Regions from separate parts of the Mus musculus genome. Here regions 1, 3, 4 and 5 are each linked to region 2. Evidence: chromatin contacts called from public Hi-C and promoter capture Hi-C data. All regions are on one chromosome and are shown on one strand. The core of a region is the stretch at or near the end of the contact, and the rest is flanking DNA. Distances in the headings are between cores, read along the strand shown. Region 1 has its middle 19 kb from the start of Il1rap. Region 2 holds the start of Ccdc50 (coiled-coil domain containing 50). Region 3 overlaps Il1rap (interleukin 1 receptor accessory protein). Region 4 holds the start of Il1rap (interleukin 1 receptor accessory protein). Region 5 holds the start of Tmem207 (transmembrane protein 207).

The links. Promoter capture Hi-C pulls out the DNA fragments that hold promoters and counts their contacts. Hi-C and Micro-C count contacts between places; a contact is called where the count stands out from the background.
Region 1: a contact with region 2 is called in a promoter capture Hi-C map of liver, with 4 times the contacts expected there. The contact joins the enhancer-like site here to the promoter of Ccdc50 in region 2. A contact is called at or near these places in 2 of 39 promoter capture datasets (liver and pre-B cells), 3 of 115 datasets of contacts at active chromatin or transcription factors (astrocytes, embryonic stem cells and large pre-B cells) and 1 of 9 other capture datasets (liver).
Region 3: a promoter capture Hi-C map of liver shows a contact between it and region 2, with 2.1 times the contacts expected there. The contact joins the enhancer-like site here to the promoter of Ccdc50 in region 2. A contact is called at or near these places in 4 of 39 promoter capture datasets (the 3T3-L1 cell line, 3T3-L1-derived adipocytes, liver and 1 more), 3 of 115 datasets of contacts at active chromatin or transcription factors (bone marrow-derived dendritic cells and bone marrow-derived macrophages) and 1 of 9 other capture datasets (liver).
Region 4: a contact with region 2 is called in a Hi-C map of hematopoietic stem and progenitor cells, with 6 times the contacts expected there. The contact joins the promoter of Il1rap here to the promoter of Ccdc50 in region 2. A contact is called at or near these places in 7 of 39 promoter capture datasets (the 3T3-L1 cell line, the C10 cell line, hippocampal neurons and 3 more), 3 of 484 Hi-C or Micro-C datasets (CD4 T cells, hematopoietic stem and progenitor cells and liver) and 6 of 115 datasets of contacts at active chromatin or transcription factors (astrocytes, embryonic hindbrain, embryonic stem cells and 3 more).
Region 5: a contact with region 2 is called in a promoter capture Hi-C map of hippocampal neurons, with 2.3 times the contacts expected there. The contact joins the promoter of Tmem207 here to the promoter of Ccdc50 in region 2.

Annotation. Positions count from the first base shown.
Region 1 is chr16:26,560,691-26,565,306 of GRCm38.p6, reverse strand. No RefSeq gene overlaps it. Among named protein-coding and RNA genes, the nearest start is that of Il1rap, 19 kb to the left of the region's middle. Within about 2 kb of position 2,651, at least 10 of the 459 cell types and tissues checked have an H3K27ac peak or open chromatin away from gene starts, as enhancers often do. A contact at or near this core is called in liver, where this site is marked.
Region 2 is chr16:27,385,916-27,390,646 of GRCm38.p6, reverse strand. It overlaps Ccdc50 (coiled-coil domain containing 50), which reads right to left and starts at 1,691. Exons shown (of 11, transcript NM_026202.4): 1 at 1,510-1,691. The coding sequence starts at 1,558.
Region 3 is chr16:26,613,885-26,619,036 of GRCm38.p6, reverse strand. All of the region lies in intron 1 of Il1rap (interleukin 1 receptor accessory protein), which reads right to left. Among named protein-coding and RNA genes, the nearest start is that of Il1rap, 35 kb to the right of the region's middle. Within about 2 kb of position 2,681, at least 2 of the 459 cell types and tissues checked have an H3K27ac peak or open chromatin away from gene starts, as enhancers often do. A contact at or near this core is called in liver, where this site is marked.
Region 4 is chr16:26,578,291-26,583,018 of GRCm38.p6, reverse strand. It overlaps Il1rap (interleukin 1 receptor accessory protein), which reads right to left and starts at 1,314. Exons shown (of 11, transcript NM_001159318.1): 1 at 1,133-1,314.
Region 5 is chr16:26,524,189-26,529,229 of GRCm38.p6, reverse strand. It overlaps Tmem207 (transmembrane protein 207), which reads left to right and starts at 2,459. Exons shown (of 5, transcript NM_001101640.1): 1 at 2,459-2,590; 2 at 4,405-4,442. The coding sequence starts at 2,516.

The DNA.
Region 1 (4,616 bases), core at 1,402-3,901, 830 kb after region 2:
ATTCCCAAGATCATTGACAGCAGTGATCTGATGAGAACACACTTTCTGTGATTTGCTTCATCAGAGCAGCCCAGCTGAAACAAAAAGCCAATAGCTCGTCTCCTCTGAAGTCCTTATGTGTTGGGTAATATTAAATCACTGCCTGTCTTTTTCATCCTATTGGCATGTCTTTAAGAAGCAGGGGCAACCGTAATTCTACAACTGACTGACAGCACCACCCAGAAATACAGAGAGCGTGCACTGTCATCCATTTGTCCATACTTCTTGTGTGCGCAGGACTCGACCAGCAAGAACGACACTGCAACAGGATCCTTCTGCACACGTTTATTGGGAGAGCTTGATTGCAGAGGCGAAGAGACCCGGAGCCCAGAACTGGTGATGCTTATATAGGCCTAGGAGAGGCGTGTCTCACACCCAGATTGGTTATGCACTAAGCCTCATTTGCATGTTACTCATCTGATTGGCTACTCTCTCTCTCTCTCTCTGTACCTCACAGAGCCTCATTATCATACCTCATTTGCATGTCTCACATCTGATTGGTTATACTCTCAAAGCCTCATTATCATGCCCGGGCCAGGCAGTGTCTTTGCAAAACACTTTACTGCATATGTACACATTGGTTGTTTGTCCAAACTTATGCGTGGTGGCCAGCAGTAGTCAGTGCCACTCTGCAATGGCATATGTGACTTCCCACACATACTGCTGGCCATACTTGTACATATGGCCAATCAACACTTTTCACCTATGTACAGGCAATTAACAAAGAATCATTGAGAAGATTGGTTAAAACAGGACACACTCTGTTCTTGGTAAATTTTCGAACTACTCTTGAAGTTAAGATCATGCAAAAAGGAAGATGAAGGTCACAGAAAAAGCACAAAGTTTAGCAAAGTGATGTGTGTGTGTGTATGTGTGTTTGTGTGTGTGTGTGTGTGTGTGTGTGTGTTTTGTTTTGTTTATCACACCAATTGATTCCATATGCTATGTTGCATCCATGCTTATTCCTTAGTTTCAGGTTTTAACTGTTTTCTGTTGCCACACCAAACCCTGAACCCTTGTTGATTCTTCCTGAATTAATGATAGCCAAAATGTACAGTCCTCTCTTTATCAATCTGATCATTCCTGTGGCTGGAAGCATAAACATGCTATTTTAGATTTTACTTATCATATGATATCCTTGACATCTGTACAGTTACATTTCCAAGGCAGAGAGAGAATGGTTTGCTTGCTAGCCTGTACTCAAGCTCATGACTTGTGATTTCTGAACACCTCCTACAAAGGCCAGGGAAAAGAAGACAACATCTGAGAGTGAAATGTGTAGCCCATTACTGGGAGTCTTAAAGGTCATGCTGCAAGTGACCTGCTCCTACATGTAAATTATACAATGACTAAAAAAATAAACATTCTCAGAAGATTGGCCGGATAAAATCACTATTATAACCTTACTATTTGTGTATGTCAGAACAAACAGAACAATGTCTGAGGTTTAACAGATAAAATTAATTTGAGACAAGAGAATAGGAAGGGAGAGGTGTAAATTTGGAATTTGACAAACAAGGCATGCTTACTTATACAGTGTGCCAAGTCAGAAATAAAAGCTGCATGTGTAAGACAAGCCCAAGTCCTTGGGAAAAGCTTTTCCCTTAACATCTTTTGCCATTCAGAATTTTATCTCATTTGTTTCCTTTTTGGTTCTGTTTCAGTTTTTATTGTGTTTTCAAATCTTGAACCATAATCAGAGCATTGCATCTACTGTCCTTACAGACCACACACACACACACACACACACACACACACACACACACACACACACACACATACACACCATGGGTATAAAAACCTTAAGCCATATTTAAGCATTTTAGACTCTATAGCCATAGAGAACAGAGAAAGAAGGGAAACTTCCAAAGTTAAACAGTACCAATATGTATGTATTCTTGTATGCAAATCACATACTTGTAGAACAACAGTATACTCAGGGTGCTTATTTTTTATGTTATATACATGTGCACACACAGAGTACTCTCACTATGCGTGTAAACAAAAGAATACACACACAGCACATGACCCTGTGCTCAGTCCAATGGATGGCTGCGAGCATCCACCTCTGGATTTGTCAGGCTCTGGCAAAGCCTCTCAGGACACAACCATATCAGGCTCCTTGTCAGCAAGCACTTCTTGGAATCAGCCGTGTGCTGTTTGAGTGGCAAAGACTGCTCAGAATCAGATCCAGTTGTGGACACTACAAATAGTTAATTAAATCAATTCAATGGCATAAATCTTTAATCAGAGTGGCTCAAGAATTTGAGGTGCAAAGTTCTCTGGATAGCAAATATAACCTCAGGTCCAGAGTTACAGAGTCCATGTTTAAATGTCTTCTCTCTAACCAGTCAACTGGAAGATAGTTTGCCTAACATCAGTTCTTACCTAGTTGAAGGTGAGACCTCAAGCAAAAACGAAGCAATTGGCAACTTACATCTTGTGAGTGCTGGATAGATATTATTATACCTTCTATTTTGTTATGACCAATTGCTAACTTAATAATGATAATAATAGTATCATCATTATTATTTTATTTTCTTAGACTGAGTCTTACTGTGTAAACATGGTTGGCTGGAACTCACTATGTACATCAGGCTAGCCTTGAACTCATAGCCATCTATCTGCCTTTGACTCTGCCTCCTGATTGATAGGATCAAAGTACTCAGCCATATAGTGGCTTGTTAATAATTGAAGATGAGAGCCCTGTGTTTATGGATTTTAAAGAGCACCCTGAACATAGCAAATATATTTTGAAATATTTAAAAAATATTTGACCTTTGAATTCACTGACTATTACCCATTACTCATAACATGTATTTTCCTGTGAGCTTTGTAAACAGATATACCCATATTAGCTTCCCTGTAGACCAGCAACATGGTTGTTCTGACTATACAGTGAATTATACCTAGACTTTGGTCCTACCTGGCCACAAAAATAAATTAACTTCACTCAATAGGCAGCAGTTTCTCTGTCTTCAAGATAAGGGAATGAAACCATATCTAAGGTACATTTTAGGAGTTTGAGAGTCTGTGCACTAGAGATTTTCTTGTTTACTCAAATTTACGGGAAACAATAAGAAATGAAAGAGTTCAGGAAAAGGCAGTTAAAGTGGTTGTAGAATGGATTCATTCTTTAGAATTTTCTCCGTTCCCCATGCTCAGAATTGAAGTGTACCCTCTCCAGACAATTGTTCAACACTTAAAAACTTAGCTTTTCTTTATGCTTGCTTTGCAACTTGAGTTATTGTTGACTCAAACAAAGACAGCCTTATTCTCCTAGCAGCTCTTTGTGCAGCCTATCTGTTTTAACCACTTGCTGAGAGCTTCCTCAGTGCCAGCTGCCTTGGTGCTCAGGGTGCTCTGCATAATAAGGCACGACTCTAGTCAAGTTGCTCACAGCCTAGGGACAGGCAAAAAAAGAAAAAAAAAAGTCTGATCTCTCAGAATAACAACACAAAGATAAATCTGATAATTAATTACAATATAGGCCAGCAGAAAATATTTATAGAGTTAATAGTTCTGACTGAAGGGAGTAAGGCTTAAAACTTTTGAGTATGAGAATTGTAAGTTTTCATATACCTTTTTGAGCATGAAAGCTTTCTTAAAAGTAAAATTTGAGGTGGGTGACAGTGGTGCACATGCCTTTAAACCCAGCACTTGGCAGAGGCAGAGGCAGAGGCAGAGGCAGAGGCAGAGGCAGAGGCAGAGGCAGAGGCAGAGGCAGAGGCAGAGGCAGAGGCAGAGGCAGAGGCAGAGGCAGAGGCAGAGGCAGAGGCAGAGGCAGAGGCAGAGGCAGAGGCAGAGGCAGAGGCAGAGGCAGAGGCAGAGGCAGAGGCAGAGGCAGAGGCAGAGGCAGAGGCAGAGGCAGAGGCAGAGGCAGAGGCAGAGGCAGAGGCAGAGGCAGAGGCAGGAAGATATCTATGGGTTTGAGGACAGCTTGGTCTACAGATCTGTTTCCAGGGCAGCCAAGGCTACACAATAAAACCCTGTCTTAAAAAACAAACAAACAAACAATCTAAAACGTAATACTTGAGAATAAAATAATTCAAGGTCCTAAAATGTTACTCATGAAAACTTCAATCCCCAAAAGCTGGATCCCACTTACCTTGAGGGAAAGAAGAGTCAAACATAGGGCCAGGATTCAGGCCAGAACTGCTCTGTCCACTTCTCACACCTACTCACTAATTTATTCATTCGACAATGGTTTATTCTGTGACTTCTCAGTGCCCAGGACTGTTCTAGTACATAGACAATAAGAAAATAATTAAATGGGCAAACACCTTTGCTATGTCTTGGGGAAACAGTTGATCCTAGGATGGAGACAGAAAATATACAACATGAGCATAGAGTAACCTCATAACACCAGGTAGTAAGAACGTGCTAAAAATAATTAGTGACAAAATATTGAATAATAGGAGTGACTTCTCAAGCTCCCAGTGGCCAAAGTGGGACCAATTTGTGTGGCCTAATAAACTAGCATTGAGCTGGAACCTTATGAATAATACATATCTATGCCCTCATAGTATGTCCTAATAAGTAAATGAAGGGTGAATAAATAAATTGTTGAGAAGAAA
Region 2 (4,731 bases), core at 442-2,941:
TTAGCACAAGTTAGGCATGTCTCGGTTAAAAAAAAAAAAAAAATGAAAAGACCTCAGGGTTTCAAAGCGTACACAAAAAAGTTCTTTCCAGGTCACTAGCACAGGTGGAAGGCTGGGGAAGTCACAGCACCTCAACACTGAAGCTTTGCACCTCAGGTCAGGTTTTGTTTGAACTCCAGTATCAGCAACACCCACCATCAATGAAAGTACTACCAAGGGAGCACTTTGTCTTCAGACAAAACCAACACCTTTGCGCACAAAACCCATATCCAAAAGCAAGAGGGGAGCTCTACAGCTGGCCTCCAGGTGAAGAACCGATATGTCTTCCCAGTGGCTCCTTAGACTCCATTAACTAAAAACTGTAATAACCAAAGTCAAGTTAGGGACAGAAACGATGGAAAAATACCAAGACCAAAAGCTCAGCCTGAAGGCATTATTACTCTTTAGAAACAATGGAGTAGATCCAAACCTACTACAATTTAAACATAAAATCATTGACTCCTAGCCACGGTGCTTCTCTGAAACCCTAGGACAGATGCAGCCAAGTAGTCACTAATTGTCTTGGGATTTCCAAATTGGCCAGAGCGAGACCATCTGAGTCACTTGAAATTGGCAATGAAGCCTAAAGTCTCAAGAAAGGAAAAACTCCTTCACTTACACAACACACACATCCCAGTCCCAGACCGTGTTGGCCACAGATCTCTGGTGAAACAAAAGAGATCCACAACAAAGACCCCCCCCCCACCCCCCTCAGAACTTATGGCTTTAAGAGAGAGCACTCTTGAACGTTCTAGGTGTTGTCATAATGGAAGTCCAGTGCTTCCCAAGAAGGGAAAGACAGAGTGACAAGAAGATGAGCCAGTAACCAAAACAATAAAAATGCTAGGCCCCGGGGAGGGGAGGAGAGATGAAGTAAGCTAGGCCTGGCCAGTACTAGTCAATCTTATTTTCCTGGACTTCAATATAGCAGCCATGGGGGGCAACGGGGGTAACAGGATCACAAGCTCCCACCCACTCCAGCCTGGTCTTTATTAAAATGGAAGTGGGGAGATCATCTTTATAGGGGCTTGAGGTCCACCATTCAAAGCAATGCCAACCCTAAGATTTTCAACATTTTTGAAGCTAAGAGCCAGCCAGACACTAGACTAGGAAGAAGAAGTGGGAGAAGGGAGGAAGGGAGAGAGGAGGGAAAGAAAGGAGGAGGGAGGTAGAGGATAGAAAAGAAAAGAAGGAGGGAGAAGAGAGGAACAGAAGGAGAAGAGGAGGGAGAGGGTCATGTTTCAAAACAAAGGCTCCACTCCACTCGGAACGCCACCCCCTGGCCTGGGCCAGCCTGGAAGGGCTGGGATTTCTACATCAAGCGTCCACAGGGCAGAACAAGGCCGCGCGGCCAGGCGAGGGCCTCCCGCAGCCGCTGGCGGACCGAGCCAGCCCGCGGCGCTCCTAGCCCGCCCCGCGCCGCGTGCCCCGCGCAGCCCGGCTCCCCGGAGCCCGCGAGTCCCGACCTACCTTCCTTCACGCCCGGCAACTTGGACTGATCTACACTCACGTCGGCCATGGCGGCCGCTGGGCCTCGGGCGCGCGGAGATCACGGCGCACGCCCACCCCGCGGGCTGGCCCGGGTGGACGCCGGACTCTCCCGGGCCGGAAATGCACCGGAGTCCAGTACGGAGGGAGAGAGGTGCCAGAAAGGCGGCGGCGGCGGCGGCGGGGGGCGGGGGCTGCAAGGCTGCACCGCACGCAGAGGCGTGCGAGCCAGACCGCCTCCCCTCGCCTATGTGCCTGCCGCGCCCAGCCCAGGCCACAGCTCTGCGGCCTGAAGGCCGGGACCCCAAGGCTGCACCTGCCAGCTAGGCGCCGCCGGGACAGAGCCTATCTGCGCTCCACTCTGAGATTTAAGACTTGTGTAAAGTGCTTATTGAGTGCCAGGCACCACAAATCCTTATATCTGGGATTAGTGGGCATATACATACATACTTACAAACATACATACATACATACATACATACATACATACATACATACATGTGTGTGTGTGTGTGTGTGTGTGTGTGTGTGTGTGTGTGTGCTTTATATTTCTTTTTTTGTTTTGTTTTTTTGTTTTTAAAGAAACCAGAATACAAGACACTGAATTAAATTCTGGGCCCTTCTGGAAACGGAATATTCACAACCAGCAGGGAGAACTGAGTCACTCAATCAACAAAAAACTATAAATGTCTACCAGATCGGATGTTCAGTTTCGGGGGTGGAGGGATTGTGACAGAGACTTGTATGGGCTTCCCCTTCCAGCATGCCACTCACTGGTCTATAATTCTGACATTTGTGTTTCTCTGAAATGAGCGACTTTTCGCGTTTCATCCTATGGATCAGTACAGATTCATGCTCCTTTAGGAACTGTCTCTTCCCCTAAAGGAAACATTCCAGTCCTAAACTGGGTTTTCACTAATCTTATCTTTCAGTCCATTAGTCCACAAACCATGCATATTTATCAAAGAATGGGTGTGAGATCAAAACCGGTGGAGCAGAATACCTCCCTAGGCTTGCTACATAAAGGGTAGAGTAGCAAATTAGTATCTGTTTCCTGAGTGGGCGGCCACTCTCACTAGCAGACAATGAAACTAAACTGAAGATAAGCAAAGATAGGAGAAGGCGGAGAAGAGGGCAGTTTCTGATGGAAACACAGTAGCAAAGCACAGTTCCTCCTCAGAGTTAAGCTTGTTGGCAGGATCATTGAACTCTGGAATGTCAGCCCAACATCTTGTCAAAGTTCAACGTGTCACTTCAGCCACTGGCTTAAACTGGCTTCCCATCTCAGCTCAGACTCCTAGTGTGAGAGGTCAGGAGGAAGTGGTATGATTTTTAACTTGACACTAAAATTGGTTAGCAAAAACTAAGATGTAAATGAGAGCAAAAATTAGATCAGAAGTTGGCAAGCTGCTACCCACAGGCCAAACCCAGCCCGCTGAAACCCCGTGACTGTATTTGTTTAAATATTACATTTTAAATTATTTTTAATATGAGTCATTTAAATTTTGCCTTTTAAGCCCAAAATCTAAAGTACTATCAAACCCTTACAAGAAAATTTTGCACAGCCCTGTCAGAGATAGAGAGCACTCCATAAACAAAGTGTGAAGAAGGAAGGTATAGCAAAGTGGCTTTAGGGGTATTTATAAATGTCCTGCCATATATGGACCTGTTTTTTAAATTGTCCTATAGTTATAGAGAGCATTTATAATGACAGTATCTCTGCTTCTCTTTCCTTCTCTCTTTCTACTTCTCCACCACGTTGTTCCACTGGAGACTGACATGGAGCTCCTTGTTTCTGCTTCTGATGAGTGTGACGAGGAGAAGTAATAAAAGTCCGAAGAAAGAGACATGATAGAGTCTGCATTCCATTCTTCTGCTGGTATGCTAAACCCAACCATGATGGGCCAGAGGAGAGTTTGGAAGTCTATTCTTTCTTCCCACTGGTCTCCAGGGGAGGAAAGGCATTCACCTTTGCTATTTGATTCATCTCACAGCCCACAGACATTATTTAAAATTCATCAGTCAGAACTAGAAAGTTGCTTTCATTTTTAAAAAGTACCCGTTGCTCTTGCAGAGGGTCTGAGTATCTGAACCCACATGGTGGCTCACAATTAACTATAACTCCAGGTCAGGGACATCTGATACCCTCTTCTAGTTTCAACAGACATTAAGCATACATGTGGTACACATATACACATGAAGGTAAGACACTCAAAGGCATACAATAAAAATAAATCTTTTTAAAAAAATCACCAGCTAAGAGTCCATTTTATTCCTTGCTTTTAACAATCGCTAGTGTTTTTAACACTGTTTTGGAGTCTTTGTCGTCTTGTTGAAACCTTTTGACTTTAAAAGCAAAGGAGTAACTGGCTACAGTTACAAGTAAATCTAGGACCTGGTAGTTTTGAAGTACCACTTCTATAAGTCAATTTAATTGGCCCCATATTATTCAAAGTTCTTTGGTTTTGGTTTAGTATGGTTTTGTTCTTTCCAGACAGGGTTTTTCTCTGTAGCCCTGGCTGCCCTGGAACTCTAGACCAGGCTGACTTCTAACTCAGAGATCACCCTTCTCCTAGCTCCAGAGTGTTGGGATTAAAGGCATGTGATACCAACACCTTGCTGAAAGTTCTTGACTATTGTAATTCTTTGCCTTGTGAAGTTCTAGGCATTCATAAGACCCCACCCCCCAACTCCTGTACCTATGACTAAGATGAAGCCAAGAGAAAGAAACAAAGCAACAACAGCCTTTTAGTTTGGGCTGGAGATGTATGTAGTTACAGAAATATTTATTCTTCCTAAGTGTGATTTGGGGAAGAAAGAGGGCAAGATTTATCTTTCAGTCCATTGCCTAGGGAGTAGAGATAAACCTGCACCCTATAAGGAATATATGAGCTCTTCATTATTGAGGCAAGGGTAAGAAAAAGATGGAGCTGGTGATGGTTTTAATAGCCCATTAGAAAAGTGAAGGCTACACAGCTGTCGCATATGAGGTTAAGGTATGCTATAAAAGGGGAAAGTAAGGTGGGATTTGAACAAAGGTAAGCAGATTTTGAGTCGGTCAGAACCTAGATTGATATTGAAATCATTTGTAACCAATTAAAGTGGAATCTGTTTAATTTTGGAACAAGTAAGCCCAATTGGCCATTGAAAGACTCTGAGACCAAAATATCAAGCAAAATGAGGACAATCGTTAGGTGGGTAAGG
Region 3 (5,152 bases), core at 1,432-3,931, 770 kb after region 2:
TAGGAATGACAAGACATACCAAGTAAACAAAATAAAAAAAAAATAAAAGAATAAGTAGAGATCAAAGAATTTTAAAATGGGTTAGAATGGGGGATGGAATCAAATGTATTCTCTGAAAAGACTGGTGAGGCTGATAGATCTCTAGCCATGTGAAACAAGGAGAGAACGCAAATGCAGAAAGCAGGAATCAACAAAGAAATATAGCTACTGATCATAGAGTCATTAAATGTATATGCTGATGCTATACATGCCAAATATACAAATTCCATAACATAGATGGAACAGGCCAATATATAGAAAGGTACAAACTTCCAACTCACAGCATTAAGCTAAAAGGAAAGACAGTCTTATTCATCTCTCCAATACTGAGGATGTGGGAAGGCCTTCATCTCTATAGCAGTGAAGAGAGAGCACAACCTTGACAGTACCTAGATGACCATCTTCCAAGAGCAAAAACAGAGAAGCAAGTCCAGTACTCTGCCCCTGTCCTCTGGCTCACAGACAACCATGAAATGACACATTGGCATCTTGTAGTTGCTGATTTGTTTATATGTTTGAGTCCAGGACGTTTTCCTCCACTTCATTAATTACTGACGAACCTATTTTGATCATATTCAATCCCAAGTCTTCCCCCAACTCTTCCCAGGTGATCCACTCTACAACTTTATATCCGTTTCTGTTCTGTTTTTAAAATAAAGATTCTTACTCTAATTTCTGTCCCTTACATGTTCCAGGGTTTGTGGGTGTCTTATAAATGGACATTTTGGTTATTTGTCCCATTAGTGAGAGGAAATAACATAATAGGTTTAATTAATTTAATTAATTTCAACCAACATGTCATAGGGATAGCTTTAGATACAGATAAATGAGGTTAGATTTACATGAAAAGAAGGAGGAGGGCCCCACGATACAAAACACCTTTAAAAATAATAATAATATAGTTGTAGGCATTATACAGTAAACAAACTACTCTTGAAATATTAAGTCTGTGAGTAAAAAAGATAACTTTACCAAAAAGAATATGCAGAAGGAAAACAAACATATCAAAGGGGGTTTAAAACCATGACTCATTTGGGGAATATAAATTAAAAACCATTAAGATCGCTACTACACCTTGTCAAAATAGCTAATATAATAAAAAATGAAAATATTTAAGGCTTAAAAAGATAAAAAGTGGCTGGACATGTTGTGTGCAATAACATGTGGAGTCCAGACTGCAAAACAGAGGGGAAGAGTCTGGTAAAGATAAATAATAGTCTTGCTATATGACTCCACACAGTCCTGCGCTGAGGTCTTTCCATAAGAAATTATAATTACACACACACAAAAAATATGTATATGGAATGTATATTTTATTACCATCAATAAGCTTTGGAGCACAGAGAGCGAGAGAGAGAGAGAGAGAAAGAGAGGGAGAGAGTGAGAGAGAGAGAGAGAGAGAGAGAGAGAGAGAGAGAGTATTCAGCAACTCCAAACAATGAACATTATCCAGTGTATGTTTATAAGTTACTTGGGGCAACTTCAAAGGAATTCTATTAGATGAAAGAAGCCACTCTGAATAGGCTACACACTGAATGATTCCATTTACACAAGATTCTCAGAAAGACGGAAATGGTTTGACAAGCAACAAACATTGAGGGTTGGACTGGTAAAATAGTCTATCTGTAAAGGAGCTGTATAATGGCGGTATGGATCACTTGAATAACCTGATTGGGGCAATTGCTCTAGAATCCAGGATACAACCTAAAATTTATTGTCTTCGTTTTGGTCTTGCCACCATGATAAAATAACCTGAGAGTCAGAAACTAAGGGGAAACGAGTCTGTTTGGGCTCACAGTTCCAGTTTGCCATCCATCACTGAAAAGAAGTCAAGGCTTTAGGAACTCTAAGCAGCTAGTCACATTGCATCTGCAGTCACAACCAGAAAACGTTGAAGGTGTGTTCAGATTCCCTTCTCCACTCTATACAGCCCAAAATTCTGTGCCCAAAATATGGCCGCATCTACATTCAAAATGAGTCTCCGCATTGATTAACTTAATAAATATGATGTCCTGGGCCATGGAAACAGCTCAGAGGTTAAAGGCACTTGGCACTTGGTGACAGGAACCTGACCACCTGGCTAATCTCCAGCACCCACATAAGTGTAGAAGGGGAGAACTGACTCCCCAAGTTGCTCTCTGACATCCAGACACACACATAAGCCCACAGATTCTTCATTCATTCACAAAGTACATTTTAAAAAATACAACCTCTTACAGACATTCTCAGAGGCTAGCCATAATCATGGCAATCCTTCACAGCCATGGCCAGAGGCCTGCCCCCAAGCTTGAAGTTTGTGATGATTGGTAATCATCCCATCCATAGAACTGTGCTTCAAAACAGGTCAATTTTATCTTATATACCTATTAAGTACATTTTAAGTAACATGACTCTTCTTTTAAAAAAACTGATGATTCCTGATGTCTTTTAGACAGGCTTAATAAAGACTTTTTTTTTTAAACCTAAATATATTGAATTCTATTTTCAACATTCACTTTGAAAATAACAGCCTTGTCATTAAGTACTGAATGTTCCCGAAAAGTCCAGAAGTAGATGTAAAGGGAGAGATCAAAGTGCTGTCCTCACCTCAAGCTCACCAAGTCAGTGCTGCTAACTGCTACTGATGAAACACCAGAGTCAAGGGTCACAGCAGAAAACATTAGCACGCTTTTGGGCACTGCTTTCTCTACAGCTTCAAAATACCAGGTCCTTAGAGAGGATGGCTATAATTCACCACCTGCCACCTTCTGAAACCTGGAATAGAATGTGAACAGGAGGCCTTCACCCTAGACTTTAAAGCTTTGAATAACAACACACTCAGAGAGGTGAGGGAGGACATATCACCCTGAAGGCTCAGCTCTGTCACAGAGAGTAGAAGTAGGTTTGCACTGAGAGGAGATCTAAGAGGAGTTTAACAGAATGCCAGACCTTGGCTTGTATGTTTGACTCTATGACCCTGGGCACTCTGAGAAAAGTGGTGAGGCAAACATGAGATGAAAGGTGTCCACTTCAGGATAACAGGGACCTGCTCATTCTCCAGAGACAATTTAAGAGTGATGTGCTAGAAGTTCCTGGAGAATTTCAAGCAAAGCTGGGAGTGTCTTACATGCCTTCACTCAGTGTGCAGACTCTCCTTTAACTTACCATTCATTTTTGGGACACTGAGGTTGGCAGATGATATATATTGACTTTTTACGACATTTGTTGATGGATATCCTTGGGTAGAGGACTTAGCGATGTCCAAGAAGATAGCTGGCTGCATATACTGGCAAACATTCGAGTTATTTAGTAAGGTAACAGAAGCTTAACACATGGAATCATGGAGTTATCCACACAGGTCTGTGACTCAAGCTGTGTTGATTATGGTTTGTAAAAAAACCAAAATGAATCTCAAGTAACTAGGGCCTTACCTAGAATCAACTTCTAGGTACAATGTCCCATAGCTTATTCTTTGGTATGCCAGGCCCAAGTTTACTGTAGTTTTTCTAAATATTTCTAAGGAAATGGTTGAGGATCAGGTTGAACATACCTACATGTAGAAAAGCCCAGGCCATTATTTATTCTACAATAAAAATTGAACTTGGAGACAATAACACTACTAAAAATAGGGGAAAATCTTTCTAATTACAAATATTATATAAACCCTAAGCACGAGAAATGTTTCCGTTTATTAAGAAATAAGTTTATTTTGCTTATGTTTGAAAGGAGGTTATGGTTTAGCAATTATGTTAATGCACTCGGTATATGTTTATGAAGAACTAGGAAGAATGGTTGTTGTCCTATCCTTATGAAAGGTGAAATTGTCTGGCAAATAGAAGCTCACAGTCTGGAAACCTGCATCTGGCATATCTCAACATGTATACTGAAAGGGGAGAAATCAGCCCACTTGGGCACTATGATGGCACATAAAGTTCAAGAAGGGAATTAAGTGGAATTATTTCCATCACCTACACAGAACAGTCATGCCACCTTAGGATTAACATCCAATCACTTCCTGGTTAGGAAATGAATTACTTTTCCCAACACAGAAAACTTTACAAACCTTTGCAAAGGGCTGAAGCAGCGAAGCTTTGCCACAGTTTCATAGATTTGTGCTTAAAAACCTGCATGTTCTATCTTCTGTCTCCAGCTTCATACTCTATTCAAATCATGGAGTTATTTATTGAGCCTGGTTCCATAAACTTTACAGAGATACACACAGTGATGGTTAATGTTGCTTATCAACTTGTCAAGTTCTAGCTTCACCCAGGAGACAAGCCTCTTGACATGTTTGTAACAGGGTTTTGAGACTGGATTTTTGTGAGAAGACCTACCCTAAATGTGATTAGTGTTATTCTACTGGCCCAGGGGCCTGGACCCTGAACAGAACAAAAAGGAGAAACCAGCAGAGTTTATATACTTTTGTTTTCATGATTACAAATTCAAGATTGCCAACCACCTCAGGCTTCCCCCATCAAGACAGGCCATGCCCCAAATCTGTGAGTCAAAATAAACCTTCCCTTCTTGAGGGTGTATTTGTTCATATTCTGTCACAGCAGCTAGAAATACGAAATATACTGTTGCTATAATCAGGAACCTCACAGCTTGCCAGCCAAGAGACATAAACAAAATGGAAAAAAAGAAAACATAAACAAAATAACAAGAAACCCAATGTTCAACTTCATTACAAATGCCACCAATGTCATAATGACATCTACAAGACATCCTTTAGCAAATACCCTGACTGTCAAGCAAAACTTTTTTTAAAAATGTGTTTCAAGAGTAATGCACCACAGCTCTCATGAAGGTTCACGATTTGTAATGGCATTTTAATGTCTTGAGACAATCTGTTAAGTAAATATCATCGTTAGCTTAGTTTAACAAAATATTAACTGAACTTATTTGTCCATGAACTTCATCATATGTAGAATGCCTTTCTGAGTCTCAGTAGAAACACAGACACAGTCAACAAAGGTTCTAACTAGGGAAGGAAGGGAGATACCAAGCCATACTTTACAGATCAATGCTGGGTCCCTAAGACACAGCTGCCTTCCCTACTTGATGCTGAAATGAAAGAAATCTGTCCACAGACTCGTGCGTGCCTTCGCCAGTCCTTTACAGCCTTTCCCTCTTC
Region 4 (4,728 bases), core at 65-2,564, 810 kb after region 2:
AGATTTAAAAAAAAAAGTCACACCAAGGTAGTAGAAAATAACCCTTCTCAAACCCAGTGAAGCCAATATTAGTACAGAGCAATATTTGCCAAAGTCGCCAGGCCAGGCACCACTCTGAACATGTCACTTGAACTGTTCTATTTCATCCTCCTAACTACCCCTAGGATTCACAGGGGGCATTCTAGTGTCCATTTTGCTACTTGAAATAGTCTCAGAAAGGTGAGCTAAACTGCCCAAATTTACACAGCCAACACAAGGCAAAGGCACAGACAGAAGATAACCTTTTCAGCTTATTGGTAACCATAGCTTATTGCATGGAAAAGCATCTAATGTTTTCCGTAGCGCCTTGGTTCACAATTTCACAATCAGTGGGTTTGCGGAGGGAAGGGAGCAACTGTCTCCTAATGGAAACAGCAGAAGTTCGCTTTCGTGTTTTTGATTTTCTCTTTAACTAGGCTTCCCTATTCCCAATTAGGACTTAGAGGTAGAAGGAGGCTTCAGGCACCAGCTGTTCTAAAGGACAGGCATCCCATGTCCTGCCCACCACCCCCACCCCTCAAGGAAAACAGTTCCTGCTATCTCCAAGGCTGGGAGAGTGGTGGCCAGCACCTGTAGTCTCTTCCTTCTTCCTGAACTCACTGCCTGAAAGAGACCCTAGGCAGGAACGTCCCTCAGAAGAAAAAAAAAAAAAAAAAAAAAAAAAAAAGCAGGTCAGGAAAGGAGCTAGCAAGGCTGCTTGCTGGCAGCCTCTCCCCAGGGCTGTCATAGCTGGGACTGCGAGCTACGATGTGATGGAGTGGGTGTGCTGGGACACAGCCTCCTGCTCGCCTCAAGCTTACAGCGGCACTCCTGAGAACCCTAGGCACAAGGACCCTGAAATAGATCCCTCAAAAGCCTGAGAACCCGCACAGCCCCGGGCGAAATAGGCCTCCAATTTGCTAAGTTCGAACCCCGACCGCCCTACTAGTTAGTAGTGTGATTTGTTTAGCCTGGCCACAGTCTCGCTCCGTGTCTCAGTTTTGCTGTCTGTAAACCAGAAGGGTTGTGGAAGACGATCTACAAGAATTCCTACTACCCGGAGTTACTGCGGCTGGCCATTTCAACCCAGCCCTCCCTGCAGAGCAAGACTCACCTTATCGGGCCAGCCCAGCAGGCTCGGCGACAGCGACCAGATGGATGCAGGGTGGCCGACCACTGCCTCTTTCAGCGCCCTGGTCCAAGCCGAACCTAGGAAAGCCAGATGCTGGCAGCCTTCCCCGACTAGCCTCTTACTTTCCGCCGCACTTTCTTTTTCCCCCTCCGGAGCTCCTCCCCCGCCACCGCGCGATTGGCCCTGGGATCCAGTCACAGACTCCACCCACGCGGTGAATCGCGCTCCGCCCGCGATCCGGGCTTCCCAAGGCTAGGGTTGGGGCCGCACGCGGGGCAGTCCCGCCCGCCGCGAGGAGGAGCCGCGTGGGGTCCGCCCGCTGGCGGATGCCAGGCTGCGCTGGGTGCCACCGCGTGGGCCACTGGGGCTGGGGCGGAACGTGCAAGGAAGGGCTAGCCCTGCAGCCGGTTGGTCTCAAGACCAAAATACTCAGAGCAGGTCCAGAGCCTCTGCACACCTAAGCGCACCGTTGTGCTCCACTGAAGATCGCGGTCCTGCAACCCAAGTGGGTCCTAGCCTACGGTTCCTTTGGTCTGTGTATTCACCTGTCACATACTAATGGCCATGAGTCGATTAAGGCTGCACCCCAGAGAACCCACCATGTGTCGAGTTCCTAGAGCAACAGGAACCAGCGGCAGCACAGCCTTCTCCTTAGTCAGGAGCCCTATCTTGCTCTGCTAGAAGTAGGGGACACAGGAAAGAGAGCACCCATCATGACAGTAGGACATTATCAGTATCGTCCACTATCATAATCAGCCACTAGTATAATGAGAGGCAAAAAAGCTAGCATTCAAGACGAATAAGCTGACAAAGAAGAATGCATTGGTGATTGAATGGAATAATCGATTACAGAAGAAAATAATTTTCTATTCCGTCATTCTCCTATCACCGGGTCCTTAGAAAAGCTTTAGCTGCCATCTCTACTATACACTGCAGTTATGTAATCATCTGAGGATCTGTATAATGGTCTTCCTTACATCAGTTTCCTTGTTCAAAAGCCTCCTCGAGAACAAGGCCCTTCAAACACGGTCCTCATTTCAGAGTATCCCCAACAAAGGCAATCTGCCAACCATACTTGTCTCTTCTCACAGGCCTTGCTCCTTGCCACCTCCTTGTCTGCCCCACCCTCAAACTACTTAACTGTGTCTTATTAATTTGTTTATTTGAGAAATTGAGTCCCAGATGAAGCAATTAAGCAATGAGGAAAGGGGTGTAAAAGGAAAGGGTGTGTGTGCTTGGGAACAAAATAAGAGCCAAGAAAGGTCAGCCTTCCTAAAGATGCTGGCTGTTCAAACCTTGCACACTTCCGTGACACTGCTGTAACCAAAACACCTGAAAGGACAACTTAAGTGATGGAAGCAACTACTTTGACTCTTCTGCTCCAGTACCTTTGTGTTGCATTGTGGGAAGAGGAGAGGCTGATCACTTTCTGCACCAGCAAAAGCACAGGGAAGGAAGAAGGCAAGGGACCAGATAGAACTGTCACATCCGTGCTGCACCAACCTCCTTCCTCCAAACTAGAGCTCGAACCTAAATTTCCAGACTCTCCCGAAACAGACCAGTTATTCAACACACAAACCTATGGGGGAAGAGTTCATATTCACACTGCAATACCTTCCTAAAAGAACTAACTGAGATGCTTCTGTGTCTCCTGACCTCAAGACAATTGAGCCGTTACATTATTATTTTATGTATGGATATCTGACACATACTCCATGCCCATAAGATTGTCACTGATGCAAAGAAGAAATGATCTAGGACATTTTTTAAGTTACTGGTGATAAGCACAAATAAAATTCTTTGATTTCTTCCTCATTCATTAAACATATTCCAGGCATCAACTTTTCCTTTTAATGTAGTACACTTATTAAGCACTACACTAATGATTTTGTAGGTTATCTACAAAATAGAAGGCATAAATCAATCACAATGGCCTCAGATATATTAATTCACTCAACTCTCACAGCAACAGATAGGGTGCCATGCAAAAGATGTAAAGAAAGTTTAAATAATTTTCTCAATGCTTTCAATCTAAAAGTAGAAGATACAAAAGTCAGGACCCAAGCAGTAAGCATCGACTTTCCAAAACATTCACCTGGATGAACTACCTTGGGCTACCCAGAAGCCAGGAAGATTATGTCAGTTGCCAATGGACCTAGATATTATCCTGGGCAATTAGCAACTGCACATAACATGGAGATGGAAGGAATTTTACAAACACAGCATATTATTTTATCCTACATAAATAGTAGAAATAAAATAGTTAGCCAAATCTATATATTCATATAATAAGGCATTTATTATCATGATTACTACATCATGAGTGTATATCTGAAAAAAAAGGGCTTGGATTATAATGGGATAAAGCAAAAGTTAAATAGACATATGGATAACAACTGAAAGGAATGTGAAAACCAATGCAGTGTGGGTTATGTCATCGATTAGGATGTTATCACTAATATGCCACTGTCAAGGTCCCTAATGACCTTGTTAGTGTTCAGTGGTCACCCTTCAGTCTTCATCTTGCTTTACTGCTCAAGCTGCATTAGGCAAATTTGACCCATTGATCCTTTACTCATGCTTGACTCTGGTTTTCTTCTGCCCCATCTGATGCATTTTATGGGCCATTCTGTCAGATATCTCTCTCCCTCTCCCTCTCCCTCTCCCTCTCCCTCTCCCTCTCCCTCTCCCTCTCCCTCTCCCTCTCCCTCTCCCTCTCCCTCTCCCTCTCCCTCTCCCTCTCCCTCTCCCTCTCCCTCTCCCTCTCCCTCTCCCTTTCCCTCCCCCCTCTCTCTCTCAAAGCAGGGGCTATCCAGATCAGCCTATGGAATGATTCTATTCCCTCGTTCAGGCATCTTATCTAGATGCACAGCTTTCTAAAATATCTCTATGATAATGACCTGCAAATTTAAATCTTCAGCCCAAACCAAAGACTAAACATACTGTTCGCCTCCTTCATATACATTCTTCATATTGCGTGTACATCTCAAACCCCACGTATTCAGAATCAAGTTCATTAAGGACAGAGTTTCTGAAGCCAGACTGAATCAGATTTTACATTCTGTAGCACGTTGACATAAAATCACCATGTTGCTTCCATTTCATCTTAGTTTCACGCACCCTAAAAATAGGAAGAATAATATGTTTACTGTAATACTCTTAAAATTAAGTACCATATGAGAATAAAACTCTTAGGACAGAGATCTTAGGACAGAAACTCCTTATAAATACTCATTATTACTTTTTATAGAAATAATATGAGGGTAGTGGTACTGTTGGAACATTTGCATGCATGCATGTGTCCCTTGGTTCAATCTCCAGTAGTACAAGAAAAACACAAAGGAAATACATCATCTTCTGTTCTCAAATATTGCGCAATTTGACATGACATTGAGCTGACCTCCAGAGTTCTTACTGGAGCCCATATAACCTGACCTCATCCAATACTATGCTATTTCTTGAATCTGTCACCGTGTGGCCTCCGTGCTTTCTCAGGTTCACTAGCATGCTCCCCACACGAGGATTTTTGTTCCTTTGGTCTTGGTTAGGGTTTCATTGCTGTGAAGGGATATCATGAC
Region 5 (5,041 bases), core at 1,210-3,709, 860 kb after region 2:
GTCTATGTGCCTGTGCTCTTGTTACAAACGCAAAGATCTAAGGCTCACCATACAAGTCCTTGAGAATTCCAAAGCGCACAATTTCCTCTGTTTTTACAATAACAACATGTGTCCTCTTTTCCTTCTCGCCCGTTCTTGAGAGCTTTGCTTCCTCGGATCCTTCTATGCAAATGTGAGTGTATTCGAATGTAAGTGACCTCATTAGTAGGAAAATCAATTGTCCATGTTCAGCTAGAGTTCCCTGTGATTCCTTCACTAGGACATGTCCACGCTCATAAGCACAGTTAGGGAGATGCTTTAAGGATACAGCCTAAACAGTAAAGAAAAAAAAAAATCTGTGGATGGCTATTCTCTTCCAGTAAGTTTTATAGTTGTGGTACCACAAATTATTATGCAAGATGCTGCCATTAGGGAAATCGGGTTAAAAGGAGATACAAGCTCCATTCTGGTTCTTAAAACAACAAGTGTCGCTCCAATTACCTTCAAATAGAACATCTACAAAGAATTCAGGACAGCTGTCTTTCATCATCACAATTTTCCTCCCGGTCACCTACCTGTGCTGACGTTGTGAGGAAATACACAGAGAAAGAAACCATGGTACATTCCTGGACCATGCAGACATCAAGAGTCTCACAGAGAAGGGAGATAAAAGGAGTAATGAGCATGGTTTTAATGTCAGCAGAAACAGAGCAGTGGTACTCGCAGCATCTCTGTGCTGGTAGATTGTATCTCCATTCAGTCGCTATGCCTCTAGCTAGCCCCCGGCTGCACAGTCATGCGCTATTAGACAAGAATTATTTATTCCTTGTATTCGGTTGGTCATTGTGCCAGTTTCTAAGGCTAACCCAAGCATTGAGCCCCTGTTTCCATTCCATCTCTTTTCTCATCATCTGGCCTTCCCTTCTTTCCCAGAAATTCTTAAGATCATTGACTTTGCTGACGGAAGTCAGGCTTCTGACCGACTAATAAATAAGTTCACCAGTGAAAAGCCTATTTTTCATTCTGTTTAATTACAGGCTTCAAAGACACTCAAAATGGAGGCTGTCTGAGGCACAAATAATACTGTAGGCTTGGTTTACTTTTCTCCTGTTGGTGTTGGCACTGAGCCCTTCCTCTGCTTTGAAATTCATGGCTGTGTCTGTGTCTGCATACTAAACAGACCATGGCTGTCACTGAGTCTGCTTCGCCTGTCCAGACACAGTGCAAATAATCCAGAAGCTTTAAATCCAAGTTCAGAGCTGGAGCTTTGTTTCCGGAGTAATCTATGGATGTAATCATAAATGGGTTCCTATATAATAATTAAAATCGAATTTAGTAAACTATTGTGGGATTTAGGTTGCACCATGATCTGAATTCTAGATATTTGATTTCAGATTTGTCCCTTTAAATGTGAACGCATTTGAGTGACATATAGACAAAATGTACGTGTAGCGACCAGACAAGAAACTGATAGTGAAACTTTCCCCTTCCACACTTCTTTTCTTAGTCTCCAGTTCTCTTTTACAAATACTTTTGACAATCTATGTCACATTCTGTACACATAAAAGCATATGCAGCATATTTTACACAAGAAAAAAACTCCACTAACTCTGCCTTCCTTTATATATACATATATATATAATAGTAACAAGCTATATAGGCTGACTTCTATCATTTGTTACTTGTATTTAAAAATAGCACTAAGAGCATTTTCTGCATCACTCTCTGTGTCTGACCTCATATTTAGAAATTCATGGAAATAATCATAATAGCCTCCTCCTATTCCGCTGCATGCATGTAGCCATTTGGTATTTGATCATGTTGATGGACATTCAGTGTTTCAGTGAGCAGCACTTCAAATTATTATAGGCACCATTTACAGATTTAAGCAATATATAAAGATGTAGATACATTCTAGAAAAGTAAAGCTGTGGCCGAAGGGTGCTTTGTAATTTAGCTGATATTTTCCAGTAATTAACTTCTAGTATTTTTAGTTATCTATGAAAGGACATATTTACATATCTACCCGTTCCCACTCTATTTTTAAATTTTAAATTTGCTAATCTGATCACTGGAGACTCAACGCTGAGGACAACCTCCTACTCAAAATGATATGTAGGAAAAGAAGAGCAAAGATGGTCTACAAAGCATAGAAGATTGAATTAATGTATACAGTACAAGGTGTTATATAAACAATAAATAAATAAAAAGAAGAAAGAAAGAAAACCCTCACATGTTCCCTGGAATTAAATATGCACTTGAATACTGAAAGTTGTTCAAACAACCAGCTGGCTTTGCAGGTCAGCATTTAAAAGCCTTAACAAACAGTCCCTGGGTTCTGACCTTAAACTCCTTGAGCTCCTAGTACCTGTGAGCATGCAGCTAACATTCTGTCCCTGGATGCCCTTTCGTGGTCACATACTCCATCATTAATGCACACTGCAGCAGGACACATAGCATAGAGCAGCTAATATATTCTGAGAGAGTTAATTAGAGTGAGTAAGCCACAGTATCTGGGTACATCTTTCTTTTTAGCATGTCAACATCAAGTCCTTTCCGTGTCGCTTCCAAAATCGTAACTGCGGGATGCCTGTGTTTGCCACTATTCCAGGTAATCATTGATGCTTTTAGTAGCTTTTGGAGGTCTCTTTGGGGTTGATATACTGAGAATTTGTCCTTTGTGTGATTTAACTACTGCGTGTAAAGGATTCTCTTCAAGATTCTACCAGCACCCCATGATTTATATTAGTTATTTTCCAAAAATGAAAACTAGAACATCCATGGCCTCAAGTCTCATTTCTTTGTTCCTAGCTGCAATGCTGTTGAAATCCGTGATGTAAATGTACACTTTATTTTGTAATACTTTGCGATGTTTTCAAACACAGAAATACTATTGACACAAAAAATACTATGGCTCTTCTAATTTAGAAAATGTTTACCAATCTCTGCAGCTCCCTGGATTCTTGACAGTTTTTCAGTGATGACTGCTGCAGACAGAGCCATATTTAGGTTTATGTGGCTAGTCTGTGGTGGCATCTTTTTGTAACCAATAATGGCATCCTTGTATGTCTCTTACTTGAAGGCAAGGTGTCTGAAAGATCGAAGGTTGCAGCGTATTAAGACCTCCTTTCTTTATGTCATAACAGCCTGGGAGATTGGCAGCTAATGCATTGGCCCTTTGGTGGTGATAATGAGATACCACACGCTCCTTGCTAGGGTACAACAGACAGAGAAGACTGGGATGTGACTTGAAAGGGAAAGGTTGGCTTAATTTGTTTTATCTGTTAAGCTAGATCCCAAATGGTTTACATCTCGTCATAAACAAAGTTTCTTTATAGACAGAATTTGAATGCTCATTTCCTCCCGGTTAGTATGCAAATCTCTTTGCAGCATTTTAGCAAAAGAGAATACAACTCATTTTCTGTGCTTATAAATTGTTCATTACCATGCTCTCTGATGGCCAATCCATTGCTCCATATGGCATAAATACTAGGTGCTAAAAAAAAAAAAAAAAAAAAAGAAAGGCACATTTGAGATCAAGGGGAATGCACATATTAAATACAAAAACCCCAAACCTATCACTTGAAATTTGTAACAATTTATTTGTACTTATATTTACATGTGATAGTCTGGAAAAATAAATGCTTCAAGTGACCTTTCCAAGCCTCAGTGTTACATTAAGTGATGTTTGAATGTCTCATTGTACAAGAGAGTGTCAATTCATAGAGTCAAAGTAGCATACAAAAAGAGTATCTAAAAAGAAACACCTCTTTTCTTGTGATTATGGGTGTGAAATACTGTAGCCTCTAAAGTTCATCACCTAGAACTAAGAAAACTTTGTTAGATTGCTGAGGATTTTGGACCTCTCAAAGGTTATTTCTTTTCTTCTTTGATAGATGGAAGGTTTTATTTTATTTTTCCCCCCAAACAGGAATATCATGTGACCATAAATTTACGTCAGTAATTAAAAGCACTTACTTTACATGTATATTTAAATACTGTTAAAAGTTATTGATTGAGTTCTGTTTCCATTGACTGGGAATGTTATTCTTTAACATGAAAATAATAATAAATAATGACCCTCTTGCTTCTCACTTAAATGAGAAAACAGAAACTCAAGGGTCCCAATGGCTGTCTAGATCACGCAAAGTCTGTGGAGAAAACAATATACTGTTCAGATCCTGTAGTATAAAGAGGAATTTCAGTAGATTTCCTACTCCTGCTGAATTTAAGAATCTACCCAGAGACAATTTTTTTTCAATTAAAATTCTGTGTACCAACAAAAAACAATGCTGCGAAGCTTAGAGAGAGAGAGAGAAGAGGAGAAGAAAAGATGTAAAATCACACTATCTCTAGGCACTATTTTCATTAAAGGATTAGACCAATACAGTGCTTGAAGTTTATTGTTCTAAATATGTGTTTCAGCGAGTGCTCTCGGATCTATCCTGTGAAGAAAATGAAATGTAAGTAACAAAATATTGTATTTATTTAGCATTTGAAAAATTCATAGACTCAGCAGACTCAAGTCATTTTAAAGCACTAAAGATAGTCATGTTTAAACAAAATCATGATTTCTAAAAACAAAACAAACAACAACAAAAACAATAACAACCAACCAGGAAAGGTAATTGTCACTGTCATCACTTTATTGAATAATGCAGGAGTTCATGGATCTCAAGTCTTTTGTTTCTCTTGGGTTCTTCTCCTATGAGGTTTCCATAGTTGTTTAGGCACAAGAGAACTGTAAAGTTCTCTTCTTTTGCCCCCACACTGATAAGTATGATGATTCAATGAACAGTTTCAAAGCAGTTCATTTTCAAATATAACTAAATGAGCCCACATTTTATCCTGAGTTAGGTGTGCATTTCAAAGGGCGTCAGATGCGAATTGTGTGAATAATTGATTCATTTCATTACATTTTGAGACTTAATGGTTCTCAGAATTCTATTCAGGAGATGAGGAGGTGCCATTAATAATGCTGATGATGATGAATGGGAACTGTAATGCAGTGTGACTGAGCACAAGTGTCAGGAAAGCTCTTCTGCCAAGCATTGCACTCAAG